Regions from separate parts of the Rattus norvegicus genome. Here region 2 is linked to region 1. The links are chromatin contacts, called in public Hi-C maps. All regions are on one chromosome and are shown on one strand. The core of a region is the stretch at or near the end of the contact, and the rest is flanking DNA. Distances in the headings are between cores, read along the strand shown.

What was found. A called contact is a pair of places that touch in the nucleus more often than the background predicts.
Region 2: a Hi-C map of liver shows a contact between it and region 1, with 2.8 times the contacts expected there. The contact joins the promoter of Senp6 here to the promoter of Tmem30a in region 1. A contact is called at or near these places in 1 of 12 Hi-C or Micro-C datasets (liver) and 1 of 1 datasets of contacts at active chromatin or transcription factors (oligodendrocytes).

The regions. Positions count from the first base shown.
Region 1 is chr8:89,630,796-89,635,026 of GRCr8, forward strand. Tmem30a (transmembrane protein 30A) reads right to left here and starts at 2,496. Exons shown (of 7, transcript NM_001399760.1): 1 at 2,149-2,496. The coding sequence starts at 2,385.
Region 2 is chr8:89,866,799-89,870,806 of GRCr8, forward strand. Senp6 (SUMO specific peptidase 6) reads left to right here and starts at 2,475. Exons shown (of 24, transcript NM_001106842.2): 1 at 2,475-2,745. The coding sequence starts at 2,697.

The sequences.
Region 1 (4,231 bases), core at 1,246-3,745:
AAGAAAATTATTTTCTTTTTTAAAAAAGATTTATTTTATGTATATGAACATTCTGTAGCTGTCTTCAGACACACCAGAAGAGGGCATCAAATCCCATTACAGATGTTTGTGAGCCACCATGTGGTTGCTGGGAATTGAACTCAGGACCTTTGAAAGAGCAGTCAGTGCTCTTAACTGCTGAGCCATCTCTCCAGCCCCAGAAAATTATTTCATACTGGAGTAAACAATACTAGTTTCTTAAGCAATTTAGTAAATATTCATATACAATCTAAATCATTGTTGCTTTCATGTTAATATTTAAGTTTAAATAAGGTGATTCAAATTTCTAATGCTTAGGACGAATTCCATTATATTTACTACCGTTTTAGTAAGGATCTTTAGTAAGCAGTGTAAGAGCTTACACTTTGGAACCAGGACAATAGCACTCTCAAACAGTCCAGTCCTAACTCAAGCTAATCTTTAGCTCTCATCTGTTGATGGGTCATATCTATTTTGCTTCTACTTGTGAAATCTTAGAAGAAATCCATTATTCTATTTATTTTAGAGATGAGGCAACTAACCTTCAGAGAAAGTAAGACAAATACCCCAAATCTGAGCTAATTAAAAACTGCAGAGGGGTTGGGGATTTAGCTCAGTGGTAGAGCGCTTGCCTAGCAAGCACAAAGCCCTGGGTTCGATCCTCAGCTCCAGGAAAAAAAAAAAAGCTGCAGAGTTCAGGGTTTGGGTATGATAGGGGACAGGTGTTTTACATCTGAGAACTTAAAAAAAAAAAGTCTATAACATGTGTGCAGTTTTATCCAGTTGGACATACCTAATCTGAAAGTCTGTAATCCAAAATATTCTAAAATCAAAACTTTTCTCATGTCCAACCTGGTTGGCCCAGAGCTTCATTTACATTTTGGAGGATTTTGGGCTACATTTGAGTACTATCACAAGGCTAAAAACAGGAAGATAAAATATATACCAAAAACATATGCTGTGAACTTGCTCTAGTCAACACACTGAAAATAATCCTTAATGAAAGATTTAAAAAATACACTCTATAGATATTATTCTTACTTTCATTAACACTGAAGCACTGTGCACTTTAAAAAAAAAAAAAATGTAGCCACCTTACTTTAAGCAAGCTGGAAAGGCACCAAAACTCCCTAGCTAAAATGACTGGGGACGTCCAATTAAATCACATGTATTATTTATTTTAAAATTATGTAGACAAAAATATATGTTTACAACAAGAGAAAAAAGTGGGTTTACTCAACATCACTCTTGCCAATTCAAACAGATCACAACTCCCCTAAAATATGAAGGAGAGCTTGCGGGCATCTAACCCTGTACGCCACACAGCACTCACATTCTGCTGTCAACCAATCTTTACTGATGTGGACCGATAAATATGCAGAGACTGCTGCACCAGCACAAATCAAAATGTTTCCCCCAGCAGAGGGTTTCTATCATGTCTAAATATTCCAAAAACAAACAAAAACACAAAAAACAAAACAAAACAAAACCCAATGCCAGTGAAATCGTTTATAGATTATTTCGTGTGGAATCACTGACTCACACATTTTAAAAATCAAGCGGGGAGATCTGGGGCCACTGTGATACACAATTAGAAATGAATACAGACTAAAAGCAAACCAGGACTCAAGTTTCCTGCTTTTAACCACATCGTGGCCAACAACTAAATATATCTAATTAGCTCAAAATGAAAGTTACTTGTGTGTGCCCTGTATGACTTAATTTCTTCACAGAAGAATCAATATCTTTAAGACTCCGGGTTCCTTCATGCAACCAATTTGTTAATCTCGGTGTCCCAGAATGATCCCCACCCAAATAACAACAGTCTGCCCCTGTAACTTGCCTCAGGGTTAAACACCTAAATCTAACTTTTTCTCCTCTCCTAAAAAAACCATACACTCTACCTCTCGGAAACCCATGCAAACTGCCCCCAAAATAAGTCTCGTCCACCCGACATTCTAGCTTTATTCATTCCGTCTCCAGCCAGGTCAATCGAGAGCAAAAGGAAGCTAGCCCACAAAACTGCAAACTCAGAAAAGCCGCATAAGAAGAAACCGAGAAGAAACCAGAGGGCGGGGCCCGCCTGTCACCTTCCGTGAGCCAGGGATCACCGCCACGCCCCTCCCTCACCTCGATCTCACGGATGTTGTTGGAGGTGACGAAGATGCCGATGCCGATGGGAATGAAGATGAGGCCGATGATGAAGAAGGTGGGCAGCACCGTGCCGGCGGTGAGGATGGGCTGCCAGGCAGGCAACCGTTGCTGTTTGAAGGCCGTGTTATCCGGCCTCCGGGTCTTGGCGGCGCCCCCCGGAGGACCCGTGGGCCCGCCGTCCACCTCATCCTTCGCGCTATAGTTCATCGCCATTGGCCCCCGGGCTTCGGCTCGGCCCCGTCCAGCTGGGCCGCCCAGAGGACCTGCCTGCCGATCCTGACAGGAGACACGCAGTCGCCGCTGCCGCTACTACCTCCGCCACCCGCGCCGCCACCGGGGAGGCGGAAGAGGCGGGACACGCTTCTGCGGACGGCCGCTGACCGGAAGCGGGAGTCTTCAGGAGACGCCCCAGGGAGGGAGAGAGAGGAAATAGGGAGAAGATTGAGGGACGAGGGGAGGGGAGGGGGAGGAGGATGGAAGGGGGAGGGAAAAGGCGGACGCACCCTGATCATCTGCCCTGTGACGACAAAGTGAGGGGTTTAGGCCGGGCGCGCAGCTACGTGAGCGCATGCGCGGCCCTGGGCGACGTCACCGCGTCTGCGCACTGGGACAATAGCGTCTTAGCTCCCCGGGAAGACGCTACTGTTTGTGCACACTTCCTGTTGTGGTTATCATGGAGACCTCTGGAGCAGTCTGACCGGACTCGGTGACGTGGGCTACTTGTAATTTCGGCGCTGGGTTGACTTTTCTTATTAAGCCTACCCCTTTTCTGAAGGGAATTGTAGCGTTCCAGAGTCCATACGTATAAAAGGATGCAGCTCCTTTCTAAGTTTTAATTCGCCACTCATGAATTTAAGTGAGGTGACGTGACCCATTTGATCTTAAAAAAAAAAATCAATAATGTAACCTAGTTTAGCCCTAATCTCTCGCTTATGATCGATTTTCACTTATTTTTCTGTTTCCTTCACATTGATTTGGGAAGATTATTGTAAAACATGGTAGTGATTTAAAAAAAAAAAAAAAACTTGGTAATCAAAAACCAGAACATATTTTAACCTGCCAAGGAAATACTTATTGAGACTATGTGTAATCCCAGCACTCAAAAGGTAGAGGCAGAATAATTGAGAATATAAGGCCAACCTGAGCTACTAGAGAAAAAGAAGCCAGAGGGAAATCCAGAGAGACATGTCTCAATAAAACAAACAATAATTAGTAACTCAAAGACACTGAGGCACTACAGAGGATGCAAACTATAAAGCATGAAGTGCTAACTAACCTCCATCGATTGACTGCAGACTGGATTTTTTTCTTTTTACTTTTCTATATTTTACAAATTTTCTTTTATAAACATGTAAATTTACAAAAATAATTATATAGCATCTATATTTCAAAATCGTGTTTGAAATCCAGACTCTCTGACAGCAAATACCCACATTTAAAAATATTTGTCTACAGTTTTGACTTGCTTGGGTAAGTTCTTTGATCTTGGACTCCCCACCCCCCACCCCCCCCACACCCGGGGTTTTCCTGACAGGGTTTCTCTCCATAGACCAAGCTGTCCTCAAACTGATATAAATCATCTTGCCTCCTGAGTGTTGGAATCAAAGGCCTGCACCACCACAGCCTAGTTGATCTCTCAAACTCTTAAGGTCACTAGAATCTTTAGGTCTTTATCTTGCTTTAGCAGCCTAAGTCTACCTTCACAGTGGCTCAAATGAAAACCATCTGTCATAGTTAGGCATATCCTTTTATTTTAATGAGTTCTGTTGATTAGTAAAATGTTCATCACAGTGTTGGAGATAATCATGGAGTCTTTTTTTTTCTTTCCCCCCCACTCCTGTTTAGATCATCACAGTTGGATGTTAGTTCCTTTGTTTCTACTGTAGAACTTGGCTTAAACGGTGCTACAACTGGACCTTCAACTTAGAATTGAAAATATTCAGAAAAAAAAAGATTGCTTCTTTGCTAGTAAACAGGGAGACAATTTCCCATCATCATCTTTTACACTGTACTGAGTAGTATAGATACTATAATCAGGGATCCGTTTAAAGTGTATGGA
Region 2 (4,008 bases), core at 1,225-3,724, 240 kb after region 1:
TTTAGCAAACAGATTTATATGTTAAATTCTCAATCTATAATACGTCCACACAATAAACTCACAACCAATTGATAAAGATATAAACTACCCACCTAGATAAGATAAATTGACCTACAGAAATCCACCCCTTAAGAAATATTCATAACTACCTATGGCCATTTAAGGCCACACGGATCTGGGTCGTCCTTCTCTATCTCCATCTTGAATCTTTTTCCTTCTTTCCTCTTCTCTCCCACCTTACCAAAACTTTGTCCCCACCTTACTTTTTACTGTCCAATCATGAGCCTTGACCTAACTTGTGCCAGACCTCACCTGCATGTAGACACACTTCCTAGTTTCCCAGGCCATATGTATTAAGTTTTTGTGGTTCTGTTTTGAGGCAAAGTTTTATTGTACAGCTCTAGCTGCCCTGGAGCTCCTTATGTAGACCAGGCTGGCCTCAAACTCACAGAGATCTGCCTTCCAAGTACTAGGATTACAGGAATGAGTCACCATAGTGGGATAAATTACTATACTACCAAGCTGGCAACTTACCACACAGTTATCATGGCATAGTTCTGTAAGGTCAGAAGTCAACATCTGTCTCACTGAACTAAAATCAAGGTTCTACATTCCTTTCTCTAGAATCAGTTTCTTCACCTTTGCCATGATGAGAGCCAACTTGCATCCCTTGACTCCTGGTGCTTCCCCCACAGAATGGCTATCTTTAAACAAGAGGCACACTTTATATTCTGTAGGTCAGACCCATCGTCCCGCATCTACCTATTTATCTATAAACCTCAGTATACTAAGTCATTTGCACAGACTATGTCATTCAAAGACTTTCCCTACAGGATCATGTATTTCCTTAGGCAATAAAAATACCAACTGTAACACATTATATTCATTATGTTAATTTTATGAAATCAGGATAGATTACTGGTGTCACTATGGTAACAAGTATTGTGGGTTTTTTTGTTTGTTTGTTGTTGTTTTGAGGCAAAGTTTCACTGTGTAGCCCTGGCTGGCCTGGAACTAACTCGCTTTGTGTAACCAGGTTGGCCTTGGACTCAGAGATCTGCCTTCCTTGGCCTTCTAAGCACTAGAATTAAAGGTGTGAGTCACTACAGTGGGATAAGATGCAAAGTTACCAAATGAGTCTTGATTAACAACTGCATTAGAAGTGCTCAAAGGGCTGGAGAAAAGGGCTCAGCAGTTTGCTTCTAAGCGCCTAGGCGGGGCACCCTCTTCTGGCCTCTGAAGTAACTACAAGCAGCCGCAATACCAACCCTAACAGCAGCAAAACACCTCCCCCAGTCCCCGCCCGCATTCTTTCTTTCTTTCTTTCCTTTTTTTTTTTTTTTAAGAAAAAAATGTTTATTAGCAGACCACCTAAGGGGTTTGAATTTCTGTTAACTTTTTTTTTTTCATTTTCTGCATTCTCCATAGATGTTTTTATTTTTGTTTTGGAGACAGGCTCTTACTTTGTGGACCAGACTTGGCCTCCAACGGATAGGGATCCACCTGCCTCTATCCCCTCATGGGTTCCACCACGCCGGAAACAAAACAAAGAAAAACAAAACACCCTCAAATTATATCATTGTCTGAAACTCTGGTGTAGAATGTGGTGTTTGAAGTATCAAACAGATGACAAAGGTTCTCTCTTTCTCTACCCAAAGTGTACTGGCTCAATCACATGTATTGTTTTGAAGACCAATGTGGACACAATTTACTTTCCAAAGTGGTTGCATTACCTGGCTACAATTTTTTTTCCTCCACATGGCACGTTTTAAATTCTGTTTTAGACAAGAACTTGGGGCTTTTCTTTAGAATTTGTGGTGCCACAGGACCAAATAGAACACCTCACAGGCAGGCAGGCAGGCTTGCAAGCGCTCACAGGCGGGTCTGCCATGGGGCCTTCAGAGGAAGGGATTTTGTTCGTACCCCGCCTAGGCCGGGCGCACAAGGCCACACAAGGCCCGCAGGCCCACAGCCCCCCGGTTAGGTACGGCCGGCGCCGGGGGGCAGCGAAGGGGGACGAGCCCGGACCCGCAGGGAGAGGCTTGGGGCGGCGGCGGGGCGGGCCCGGAGCCCGGTGGGGGAGGAGCGGCGGCGGGGCTGCTGTGGCGACCGACGCGCGGCGGTGGCGGAGACCCACCCCCGTCCACATGGACAGTCGCCGAGGCCTGGGCTGATGCTCTGACGCCTGGGCGGGGTGGGCGGGCGGCGGCGGCCACTGCTGGAGCAGCGAGGGGTCGCGGGCGCCTGACGGTCGCGGAGCCCTCGCTCGGCTCGGCGCTGCGGCCATTTTACGGCCCGGGACGCAGGAGGCGTGTGAGCGTTCGCTTCGTTCTCCGTCCTCCGGGGCCAGCGGCGGAGCGGAGAGGAGCTTCTCCGAGGCCGGCGCGGGCGGTGGATGGGGAGTCGTGTGCTGAGGGGAGCCGGGCCCGGGAAGCGCCGCCGCCGCCGCTCACGGTCCCCGGTAGGCGCCTGAGGAGAAGAAACCCAGGCCGTGGGCCTCACCGCCTCCCGTCAGCCCGCGACAGGCCCGCTTTTGTGTGGGGGCCCGGCCGGCGGGGAGCGCCCCTCGCGGACGGTCGAGCCCGAGGCCCGCCACCCTGCGGCTGCTACCCTCCCGACGTGCGGCCCCCATTCCCCGCGAGCACCGCGGCGGTGCCGGCCATGGAGTAAGAAGGAGGCGGCGTGGGAGGAGGAAGATGGCGGCGGGCAAGAGCGGTGGCAGCGCTGGGGGTGTTTTCCTGAAAGGTGCGTTCGGGTCTTCCTCAGGGGAGAGTCGGGGGGGGGGGGATTCGCGACACCGGGGTTCTCTCGGGCCGAGATACTCAGCTGTGTGCTCCGGGTGGACTTGGGGCCTCGGGGGTCGGGACGGTCGATGGCGGGCAGGGAACGCGCTGCGGGCGCGCCGACTTCGGGTCCTCCCGGGCAAAGGCTCGGGCAGGCTGGCGCGAGGCGGCGCGGTAGCCGCGCAGCGAGCGGAGGCCCAGGGCGGCCTGCGAGGGGCAGGCCGAAGGCTTGGACTAGCTCCCACCTCCATATTTTCGATGGTTGCCTAGTGGGCGAGGAGCAGACTGCGTTCAGGTGTTTTTCTTAGCGTTCGTGGAAAGTTTCAGACCGCTAAGCTTGGTTGGAACTGGCCGATCCAAGTAGGCAGGGGAGAGAGGTAGTTTGTTTCACTGCCTTTTGGTTTAAAGCTCCCAGGCTAGCCGCTGCCATTGGAGTGCAGGTTAGACCTGGCGGTGCTCGATACTCCAGTGAGATGTGTTTGGCTATACTTTGTAAAGCAGTTCATTTGTGAAAGAGAGAGAGAGAGAGAGAGAGAGAGAGAGAGAGAGAGAGAGAGAGAGAGAGAGAGAGAGAGAGAGAGAGAGAAATATGAGCTTTGGAGTGTCAGTTTGGGGACAGCCAGGGAAGGTAAAAGAGTTAGGATGTTCCCATTTTTTAGTCGCTTGTGAGGCAGAGTTAACTATTTTAGTTGGTGGACTAAGTCTGCTTAAAAGGTATGTTATGGTTTGGGGTGGTGGCAAATGGGTAACTACTGCCTATGGCTGTATTGGGACCCCCACAATCCAGGTACATTTAGGTGCCGTTGTGGACCGGGAACGTAAACGTTCATACGACTTTAAATTTTCTAGTAACTGAATTTATAAATATGTTTTGGAAAATAAGTATGCGTTTAGTAATTGTTAAGAATAATTACTCTTTGGGGTAATTTTCAGTTTTTTTTTTTCTAGAAGAAATATATCCAGGCCATGCTTTAAGATATAATTTAGAAAAACTACAGAATTAAGAAAATGAAGTTTAAAATTAAGAAAGACTCTCTTAAGTGGTAGCAGGAGGGTGGCTCATGCCTTGTTTATTCCTTGACTGAGAAGAGGAAAAGTAATTTTCTTTATTCTTTGTACTTAAGAATAGGGAAGTGTGGGGGGGGGGGGAGAGGCTTCCTTTACTTTGCAGGCCAGGCTTTATATAAGAAGCGATGCTAGCTTTCTATGGTTTTCCTCTGTGATA